Regions from separate parts of the Rattus norvegicus genome. Here region 1 is linked to region 2. Evidence: chromatin contacts called from public Hi-C data. All regions are on one chromosome and are shown on one strand. The core of a region is the stretch at or near the end of the contact, and the rest is flanking DNA. Distances in the headings are between cores, read along the strand shown.

The links. Hi-C and Micro-C count contacts between places; a contact is called where the count stands out from the background.
Region 1: a Hi-C map of the A7r5 cell line shows a contact between it and region 2, with 1.9 times the contacts expected there. The contact joins the promoter of Nsd3 here to the enhancer-like site in region 2. A contact is called at or near these places in 5 of 12 Hi-C or Micro-C datasets (the A7r5 cell line, hepatocytes, kidney and 1 more).

Annotation. Positions count from the first base shown.
Region 1 is chr16:73,164,332-73,169,600 of GRCr8, forward strand. Nsd3 (nuclear receptor binding SET domain protein 3) reads right to left here and starts at 3,799. Exons shown (of 23, transcript NM_001106090.1): 1 at 3,396-3,799. The coding sequence starts at 3,405.
Region 2 is chr16:73,118,266-73,123,736 of GRCr8, forward strand. The region is part of intron 4 of Nsd3 (nuclear receptor binding SET domain protein 3); the gene reads right to left. Among named protein-coding and RNA genes, the nearest start is that of Nsd3, 47 kb to the right of the region's middle. Within about 2 kb of position 2,261, at least 11 of the 93 cell types and tissues checked have an H3K27ac peak or open chromatin away from gene starts, as enhancers often do. A contact at or near this core is called in the A7r5 cell line, where this site is marked.

The DNA of each region.
Region 1 (5,269 bases), core at 2,549-5,048, 48 kb after region 2:
GCTCAGGTGTTAAAAGCACTGGCTGCTCTTCCAGAGGATCTAGGTTCAATTCCCAGAACCCATATGGCAACTTACAACCATCTATAATTCCCACTTCAGGGGACCTGATGCCCTCTTCTGACCTCCAGGCACACATGTGGTATGCAGACATACATACATACAGGCAAAAACACTAATACACAAGAAAGAAAATAATTTTTAAAAAATGTTAAGTACCACGTGGGCAGTAGTAATCACAGCAGGTTGGATTTCAAGTGTTTGATAAATACAGTAGCCTTCCTCACTGAATGGAAACCTATCCAAGGAACCCAGACAGAACACTAAGAGGGCTCATTCACACTTCCAAATAGATATTCTCTGTTGTAATATACAGTTGCTCATTTTCCTATAAGGATGGCACTGACAGTTCATGCAAGTAAGTCTACTAATTACAAACAATATGTCAACCAGGAGAGAAATACAAATAAAATGTGTCTATCAACACAGAGAAATCCCAAGAGCTGCATGCCAAATAACTTTGAATAGGACTTATCTTTACAATAGGTCCTGAAAATGTTTTTCAGATATATATATATATATATATATATATATATATATATATACCAAAATACTCCAAGTTATAAATCTGACATTTACTCCAAGTCTAATCTCAGCAAGTACCACTCCAACAACATTAAAGTTTTCCACCAAACTCTATTAAGACTGAGAGAACACTCCTATTAAGATTTGTATGTAGTACGAATGACCGAGCCCACTCTAGAGTCAGCAGGACTCACTGGTGTTAGAAAAGAGTTTCAAGACTAACACGTGGCTAAACTTTGGATTACCACAATTACCATTATTTTAAGTGAGGTGCCTACTTTTCAATATGAATAGAAAAGAGATCTCGAAATACCAATTCCTCTACTTTGTCAGGACTTAGCCCCTTAGTCTAAATTCAGATCATACAAGTAGTTATATCTGAATACATTAAAGAATTGCTGGAGCTTTCCTGGGAGTGACAGAACTTCCCATCCACCCACCCCCCAGAAGCTGGCAGCTCAGTGAGGATCTAACGATTGCGTGCCTACTTCACAGATCACAGTACTGACCTGGCATTTGGAGACGGTATTGAACTAGCTACATGAAAGCAAAGGGAAGAGATGAGAAAAGCTAATAAAAAAGCATTATTCATAACAACATGCATATCACTAGGAACATTTCTAATTTTCCAAAATTCCAAATTCACCAAGCAGATGATCTACAACAGGCTGATCTTCCCCACACCTTTCTAAGAGCGCCCCAAGTAAAATAACCAATGCAATTTCCTTGTTTACTTAAAGAATTGGAAAAAAAAAAAAAAAAACCGTGTTGACTTGCTTCTGAGGTGTTGGAAACCAATTATTATTTAAGACTTTTCACAATCAAGCTTGAAATATGGTAGCAATGATTTCTTTGGTTAGTTCTTAAAAAATTCTAATTTTTAATTTATAAAAAGGGTTAAATTTTACACTGCAGTTTATCGGTATGCCTTTTTTTTGCAACCAGAAAGAAAAGGGGAAAGAAAAGAAGAGGCAGCGAAACACACAAGATGGGAAACATCGCCTCGTCCTTCCGTGGTTATGAGTAATTGTAAATGACCCAAGAGGTAAGAGAAGTTCATGAATAGAAGGGGAGGTGTAACAATGTGAACTGTCGGTTCCAGATTCACGCAGATGTCGGGAGAGGAAAGGGAATTTATTTACACTGCAGTGCCTGGTAGCAAACATGGCTGCCCCTGCCCCCTTTAAATCTGAATAGTCTTTACTCCCTCACCAAAACCATCAAATTGTGGCCATGTCTTTCCCTGCCTCCCTACCATAACACAAACACATCTCCTCTTCTCTCAGAACAGTAACACCCACACCTCCCTCATTTCACAACAATCACAACCTCATAACCACTAGCTTCTCTATTTCTCTAGCCTTGAAATACAAGACAGAATACACACAAATATAGGAACAAAAGGCTTTCCCTTCTAACACTTCAATAACAATCCTTCTTTTCCTCACACTCTGTGACGCCTGGTCGATAATTCTCATCCCTTCCAACACTCTGCTAATGTCCTTCCCAAGACCAATCGTATGTCTTTCAGTTTCCTGCGTCTATTTCCTATCCTCCTCTTGCATCCTGACACGATCATTTTTCATCCCTATTTCCTAATCTTATCTTTTCCTCCACTTTGATTCACTAGTTTCTCCCCTTGATTCCCAGAAGATGCCTCGCTTCTCCATCAACCCTATCCCTTTCCCCCAACTCTTCTAGTTTCCACACTCCATTCCAGACCTATCCTAATTTGCATTAGGTCTCTAATGTCCAAATCTAACTCTTCTCTTTTCCTACCCCTCCCCCGTTTCCATCCTTATCCCCGCCCCCATCCCACCTCTACTCCCAATTCCCAGCTCAGCACCACTACATCATATCCCAAGCCTACCTGCCCCACCTCCCAATTCCTTCCACACCCACCTTACCATCTGCTCTTCCTTCCCCGAACCCTTTCAGGCCATCCGCAGCCCCTTCTCTTCCAGGGTCTCACTCCTTACGGTTCCTGGGTCTTAGGTCGCTCCCACCCCAAGGATCCTCCTAAGCCCTGACGCGCAACACACACATACACAAGCACTTTACCTTCAGTTTGTTCCATTCTAACCCCCCTGCCGTGTCAGTACGATCACAGGAGAGACACGGAGGCCCGAAGTGGGGCTGGGTTGCCGGCAGCTGCCGGGACCGCGGGCGCAGGAGACGGAACCGAGCTAGGCCGCATGAAATCCTCGGACTAGATTTCCCCCGCGCCGAGCACCCCTGCCATGGCGGCCGGCACTGAGGAGGGCCACGGCCCGGCCGGCCGGGCTCGTTTGCGGGCAGACGGAAGGCTGCGGGCGACGCGGAGCGAAGGGGAGGCGGCCGGACGGGGGTCGCCGCGTAGCTGCTGGTGCCTGAGAGGAGCCGGAGGTTGGCGGCCCCAAACGGCAGCGGGGTCCCGGGGCTCCGATAGAAAGCTGCACACCTTTCCCAGACGCCCGGCACCCAGCCCCAGCCTCGGCCTCCGTCCGGATCTCCGCGCCGCCAGCTCCCGCTGCCGTCGCCGCCGCCGCCGCCTCCGCGCACAAAGCCCCCCCGCCCCGTTCGGCGCCGCCGCCGCCAAATCCTAAGTCCCCCATTGGCCAGAGGCCGCGGCGCCTGCCGGGAAATGCAGTCCGGGACCCGGCACTGAGAGCGAAGAAGGAAGAGGTTCGTCAGCCGCGGAGAGGAGGGGCGCGCGAGAGTCTGGAGCAGACGCGAGACCGCAGGCGATGAGGCAGAGGGAAAGGAAGGGCTGGTGCGGAGGGGCAGCCAGGTCGGGCCTGCAAGGCTAATACTTACTAAACGGCAGCACGTACTAGACGCCATATGGTATTCGAGTGGCCCTGCTCTACAATTCCTAGATGTTAGGAAGAACCTAATGACCGGTACGCAATGACGCAGACCGGGGAGAGCCGAGGCTTGGGAGTCGATGACAGCCTGACAGCTGTCAGCAGAGCGCCCTGGCCTCCGCGTCCCAGACACCGGGTAGTACGTTAGGACGAGAGCCTGAGCCGGGGCAGTGAGAGACGGGTGGCTGCCAGTTTACAAGTACTGGGGGGTACTGGGCAGAGTTCGCGTCCGGCTCAGAAGGCACCCCGTCCTCCCGGGCAGGCACTGGACCCGGTTGCCCTCTTCCTGCCCGCACTGGGGTACAGAGGCTTGTGGGTAACCAGGAGGACGTCAGCGCGACTGCATCCCGGGCCGCGGGCCACAGCGAGGACTGCGGGCGGGTCACGTGCCCCGGCCCTGCGCTGCTCCGGGCCAGACCTCGGAACCGAGTGACGTGGGGGTATTTGTCCCAGAGCGATCACCGGAGAGTGAGAGGAAGGAGGCAGAACTCTGCAAACCCCTAGCCCTCCCCATTCTAGGAAATACGAGTAATACAATGTCAGGGCCGGGTAAACAGTCGTTTAGGGGGTGTACAGATGTAGTTTCTTGGGGCCTGGTGGTAATTACTTAGAACGTCCAACGCGGAGACGTGAACTTAGAAAGGAAACATACGTAGGGAGCAAATGAGGAAACTGATACACACTCTTGGTTTCTGTTCTGAGAATTACGGAACCCTGTCACTACAAAGTGCCATCCTCCTCTCCATAGAGACTACAGTGCTTGAGCTAACCATTACGAGAAACTCCTGGTTTCAAATACCACCTCAGGAGTGTTTTTAAGATTTCATAATTTTATGTTTATGCGTGTTTTGCTCACATATTTATCTGTGCGCCTTGTGCGTGCCACGTCCCCGAGGAGGTCAGAAAAGGTGTCAGATCTACTGGAACTGGTGTTATGGATGGTTGTGAGCAGCCTCTTGAGTGCTAGGAATCAAACCCTTGCCCTCTTCAAGAACAAGTGTTCTTAACCATTGGTCCATCTCTCCAGCCCACTACCTCAGAATTTTAGTAAAATCTCTGCAGTTCACTGATTTTAATAGACATTAATGTAAGGGTGATGGTGGAAAAAAATTCCATTGATGATATTATATTTTTTGGTTTGGTTTTCCTTTTGGTTTTTGGACACAAGAGTTTCTCTCTGTAACAGTCCTGGATGTCCTGGAACTCCCTTTGTAGACCAGACTGGCCTCGAACTCAGAGATTCACCTGTCTCTGCCTCCCTAGTGCTTGTCTTTTCTTTTTTTTCTTTTTTTTTTTTTTTTTTGACAGGGTCCCTGGCTGTTATGGAACTTTCTATGAAGATCAGGTTGGCCTCAACCTAACATAGTTTCTGCCTCTGCCTGCCAAATGTTATAATTAAAGTGTGTACCACCGTGCAGGGGGCCAATAGTATTTTGTGTTATTTTATGTGTGTGTGTAAATATCAGAGGAGTACTTGTGGGAACTCGTTCCAGACTTTCACCATGTTACAGGGCTTGAACTCCAGTCGTCGGTGCTGCTGCAAACACCTTTTCAGATGAGCTACCTCCTTTGTCCACTCATGTTCATCTGTAAAGTCTTGTTAAACCTAGGCTGGTCTTGAACTCATGACAATTGATTGTCCAGCCTCAGCCTCCAGGATATCTGCATTATAGGCATAAATTACCACTCCCACCTAATCTGTAACCATTGTCTATTTAAGCTCACTCATTTATTTTGAAATGGGGTTTGCTTCTGTTGCCCACAATACAACCGGATCCAGCAATCCTCCTTCCCCACTTTACCCACTCAATGAGATTACAGGCTGGGACTACTAAACCAGG
Region 2 (5,471 bases), core at 1,011-3,510:
TGGCTCAGCAGATAAGCACACTGGCTGCACAGGCATGAGGACATGAGTCATTTCCTCAGCACCAGGGTGAGAATCCAGGCATGACCTCACGTGCCTGTAAGCCAGTGCTGTGAAATGGGGACAGGACGAAGGCTAGGTTTTCTGGCCATCAGATAAACTGCAGACTCAATAAGAAATCCTGATTCAGGGGTTGGGGATTTAGCTCAGTGGTAGAGCGTTTGCCTAGCAAGCGCAAGAAGCGCAAGGCCCTGAGTTCAGTCCCCAGCTCCAAAAAAAAAAAAAAAAAGAAAAGAAAAGAAAGAAATCCTGATTCAAAGGGAATCAGGTTGACAGTGATAGACAATAGGACACTCAACGTCCTCTTCCAGCTCGGTGTGTGTGTGCACAGGTAGCACACCTACGGACAGACAGACAGAGTAAAAGTACATGTTATATCAAAGGCCCAGGCCAGCCTGGTTAACACAGTGAGATACTTCACAAACTAAAACAATGCCTTCCCCAGGAAAAAGATAACCTTCATTTACAAGTCTATTAATTACAAATATGCACAGAGAAAAGGAATTATAAAATGTTATTTTATAACTATGGTATGTAGGTGGTTTGTCTGCAAGTATGTATGTCTATGCTCCAGTGCCTGGTGCTCGAGGAGGCCTGAAGAGAACAGCAGATTCCCTGAAACTGGAGTGAGAGTGTGTGTAGGTGCTGGGAATCGAACCCCGGTTCTCTAGTAACCGCTGAGCCATCTCTCCAAGCCCACCTCAAACTTTAATAGTATAGATAGATACTTTCATAGATAGAAGTTGAGACTATGGACATCTTTTAGGTTCTGTCAGTTACACTCAGAGTTTTGCCCTTCCCCAATTAATACATAATATTTTTAAAATAGAAGAGGCATTTAATTTCAACTTAAAATGAGAACTAGGGGTTGGGGATTTAGCTCAGTGGTAGAGCGCTTGCCTAGCAAGCGCAAGGCCCTGGGTTCGGTCCCCAGCTCCAAAAAATAAAATAAAATAAAATAAAAAAATAAAATGAGAACTAAACAATAAAATACAACTTAAAATAGAAATATGGTAGAAATATCTTTCAATACACGCCCACAAAGAGTTACTATTATTAATAGTATAAAAATTGTTGGACAAAATATAAATATATTGTCCAATGCTACCAGTCTGACTGATAACAATATAGAAAACAATGACTACTATGTATGCTCAAGATAAACTGTACAAAACGGCTTGGACACAAAGCAGCAGAGTGCTTCACAGGCATCATGTGCAGAATAAAATCTGAGTCTTGCTTTCAAAAGAACAGAGGAAGCTACTTTATAACTATACCAGATGCTCTAACAGGATACTATCTGGCAATAAAGAGTGATAATGTACTGATACATGCTAGAACATGGACAGACCTCTAAATCATACTGAGTGAAAGAAGCCAGGAGAATGGCAAAGATCCTAAGGAGAAGGCACTGACTGACAGCTAGCCTCAGGGTGTATGGGAATCCCAAGTGATGTCTACTGGGTGTCAGATGTCTTTGGGGGGTGGGGGGAGTTGACAGAATTCCTAGGTTGTGGTGACAGTAGCATAACTTTGAATGGATTTTTAAAAAGTCACTAAGTTGGGCTGGAGAGAGGCTTCAAAGGTTAAGAGCACTGACTGCTCTTCCAGAGGTCCTGAGGTCAATTCCCAGCAACCACATGGTGGCTCACAACCATCTGTAATGGGATCTGATGCCCTCTTCTGATGTCTAAAGACAGTGACAGTGTACTGATATAAATAAAATAAATAAATCTTAAAAACAAAAACAAAAACAGAATCACGAAGTTCTGGCATTTAAATAAAAGGGTAAATCTGAGTCAGGTTTAGAATGCACACCTTTAATTCCAGCTCAGGGGAGAAAGAGGCAGGCAGTTCTAGTTCTAGGACAGCCTGGTCTATAACAAGGAGTTCCAGGTCAGAAAGAATTCCATAGTGAGATCCTGCCTCAAATAAATAACAAACAAATAAATTATTAAATATTACTAGATGAATGAATACTTCAAAAAAGTTATTAGATTTTAAAAGGTTTATAACAAAATAATATTTATGCTTTTAGTCAAAACATGAATGATTTTTAAACTCTAGATTCTCAAATTACTAAGAGTAATATAAACAAGTTTTCTAGCACTAAAGTAAAAACACTGGCCTAGCTGAAGTCATCTGACTAGTGGATGAAATAATGACTCAAATGTGAGAGCTCCTAGGGCTGCAGGGTGACTCAGTAGTGAAGACTGCAGATGCCTTTACAAAGGACAAGTCCAGTTCCCAACGCTCCTCAGCAAGGTCGAGACTTGCCTGTAACTTCAGCTCCAGGGCATACAAGCCTCCAAGGGCACCCGCAGGCATGTGCGTACTCCCTCTCCCCACGCACACATATAACAATTTAAAATTAAGAAATAAAGTTTAAAGAGAAAAACGTAAAAAGTCCTTAATCTCAAACACTGCTCTCTTGTGAGAAGAGAACGGGAGAGCCATGACTCTTGTGTGGCATCATCTGAAAGCTCTTGAGCCCTAGATATGCACAGGAATTGTTTTATTTCAGGAGTTGACTTAGTCTTCTTTGACAAGGCCTGCCCGATGCCCAGGAACAGACTGGTGGAAGTTCCAAGGAACTGCACAAGCTGACCTAACACCATTCTCTGTTCGTGCTTCTCTAGTTATGGCCACAGGGTTCCGCTGGTAAAAGCCGTAGAGCAAGGGTTGGAACATGGCTCTCAGAGCAGAGCACTCTTCTCAGACACAGGGTCTCCTCACGGAGAAAATACTCAATAGGCAGGCTTCGGGGACAGCACATTGGCTTGCCTTACGTGCAGAGAGGCCTGGATCCATTCCCACATCCATAAAGCAGGTGTGTATGACTGTAATTCCAGCAGAGGGTGGAGGCAGGAGAATCACAAGTTTTACATCATCCTCCGCTACACAGCAACTTTGGGGGCAGCCTGGGCTACATGAGACTGCTTTTAAAAAAAAAAACTCAAGAAAATACATAATACAACCATCTAATATAGTACCTTGCAAAAAAATAAACAAATGACAGCATGAGATTCTTCATTCCTACCCCACATCGACTCTCCCAGCCTTTGACAGCACATGGTGCCAAGAAGAAAGACAGCAAACAACACTAACTGCTATCCTTCGGCAGACTCTTGGCTATACCAGTGTCGTCAATAGGGTGAAACTCCCAATTCTGACTTCTAGATACTTTTTCCTTCTCATTGATCATGAACAGATATCAAGAAGGAAGTTTAATATCAAAAAGAAAAAGATGTATTCACAAAGCAAGTACCCAGCAATAAATTATAAGCCAAAATGACTTTGACCTTAGTAAACCACTTCCAGGTGGGAGAATCTCAGGAATCTGCTAAACATCACGCTTGGACAAAGTACACCAGAAGAGGACCTCTCTGCTCTTGTAACACTGCTAAGGTGAGATTATCTATCATAACTCATCCAAGGTGTGCTTCTCTGGCCTACCAAATACATAAAGATTCTAAGTGTATTTACAGAGCCGTGAATGAATCGGAAGAGAATAGAAGTACTGTGTGGAACTTAATACGATCACTGTGTGAAACTTTATATGATGAAAAGTACTTGTTTGGGTGAAAATGATTCTATAGGAATCCATAGTGAACTTATGTTCCCCGAGTTAGGCATGGTGAAATACATCTGTAATCCCTGAGCTCAGAATCATGAAGCAGAAGGGTAATGGTAATGATCTTGGGAACAGCCTGAACTATAGAATGAGACCCTGTATCAAAACAAATAAAACAAACAAAGCACAGCTCAAAAAAGGCTTCATCTATATATCAAACTCATATAAAATGTCTAGTCACTTACTAATATACTTTCGTTTTTAAATGAAGTAGGAAAGCCAGTAAGATTAGTATCTTTAAGATAAGGAAGCATGAGAGAAATTATAAACAAATCTAGGAGACAGGTATGGTGGCTCATACTTGTAATCCTAGCTCCTTAGAAGACTGAGGTAAGAACATTGCAAGTTCAAGGCCAACTCGAGCTCATGCTTGCGTCACAGCTAGGATGTCAGAGCAGCAGCAGAACTGCTCCCATTACAACCACAAGCACGGGCGGAGAGCGGTGAGTTAGCTGTGTCCAGTCCAGTCTCTGTTGTTGTTTTAGTTTTGTTTGTTCCGTTTATTTATTTATTTGTTTATTTACTTAATTTATTTTTTGAGACAGGGTCTTGCTATGAGACAGCTCTGGCAGGCCTAAAAATTACTACAGATACCTGCTTACATCTGCTTCCATAGTGCTGGGCTTAAAAGCATGAACTCAGCAAACCCTTAGACTTTTTTTTTTTTTTAAAGAAAGAAACAAACAAAAAACCAAAAACCATTCATTCACTGGGTAATGGGCAGCACAGAGGACAGAGGCCATCTTTTCCAGAGAGTGGGTTCTGTCTGTCCACCATACGGGTTCCAGAGTTCTAACTGAGGGGTTGCTAGTACCCACTGAACCACATCACTGGCTGGCCTTCTCCATTCTTTCACACGGCGTGGATACAACATCCAGAGACCCACACTACACACATCTTTTCCCACATCTACTAATACAATTAAGAGAACCCCTCTGGTACTCTCAGAGGTTCATCTCCCAGGTGACCAAAAACTTCCCCTTTAATAGATCAGTTGAAAGGTCTGTGTGAAGGGTCTGGGGAGGCCTCCGTAGTTAGAGGTCATACTGCTCTCACAGAGGACCCAAGTGTGCTTCTCTTCACCCACATCATGCGGCTCTCAACTGCCTGGAACTCCGGCTTCAAGGGGTCAATATTCCTACCCTTCTGGCCTCTGTGCGTGCAGAGTGCACATATCCCAGCACACAATTTAAAATGAAAAGAAAAATCTTTGAAAAACAAACACAACAGGGAGTTCCTAAAACTTAATAGCAGAGCGCTCACCTGCTGTGTACAAAGCCCGAGTTTCACTCCCTAGCTTTGGGGGCAGCAGTTACTGAGGGTTGGAGAGACAGTGGCTAAGCACACCTGTTACTACTCCTCAAGAGGACACAAGTGTGATCCCAGCACCCATGTGAAGCAGCTCAAAGTCACCTGTAATTCAACTACAGAGAATCCTCCTCTGGCCTCTGTGGCACCAGCACATACAAATGTCAATACACACGCACACACACACACGCATGCGCGCGCGCGCGCGCTAATGTTTTTTAAGAAGTTACTCTAAGGGCTGGGCGTGATGACACGTGCAGCGCTCAGCACTCAGAAGGTGAGGTGGGCATCTCTGTGTTCCAGGTCAGCCTGAACTGTGAAGCCAGCTCCAGACTAGCTAGGAGTACACAGTCAGATAACAAAGACACTTGTTATAGAAGTTCTCTGCCAGTTTAAAATGACCATGATTCTTTCATTTGTCATTAAACACTGAGAAAACCCTGAGGAGCAGAGGCAGGAGGATTGTCGAATG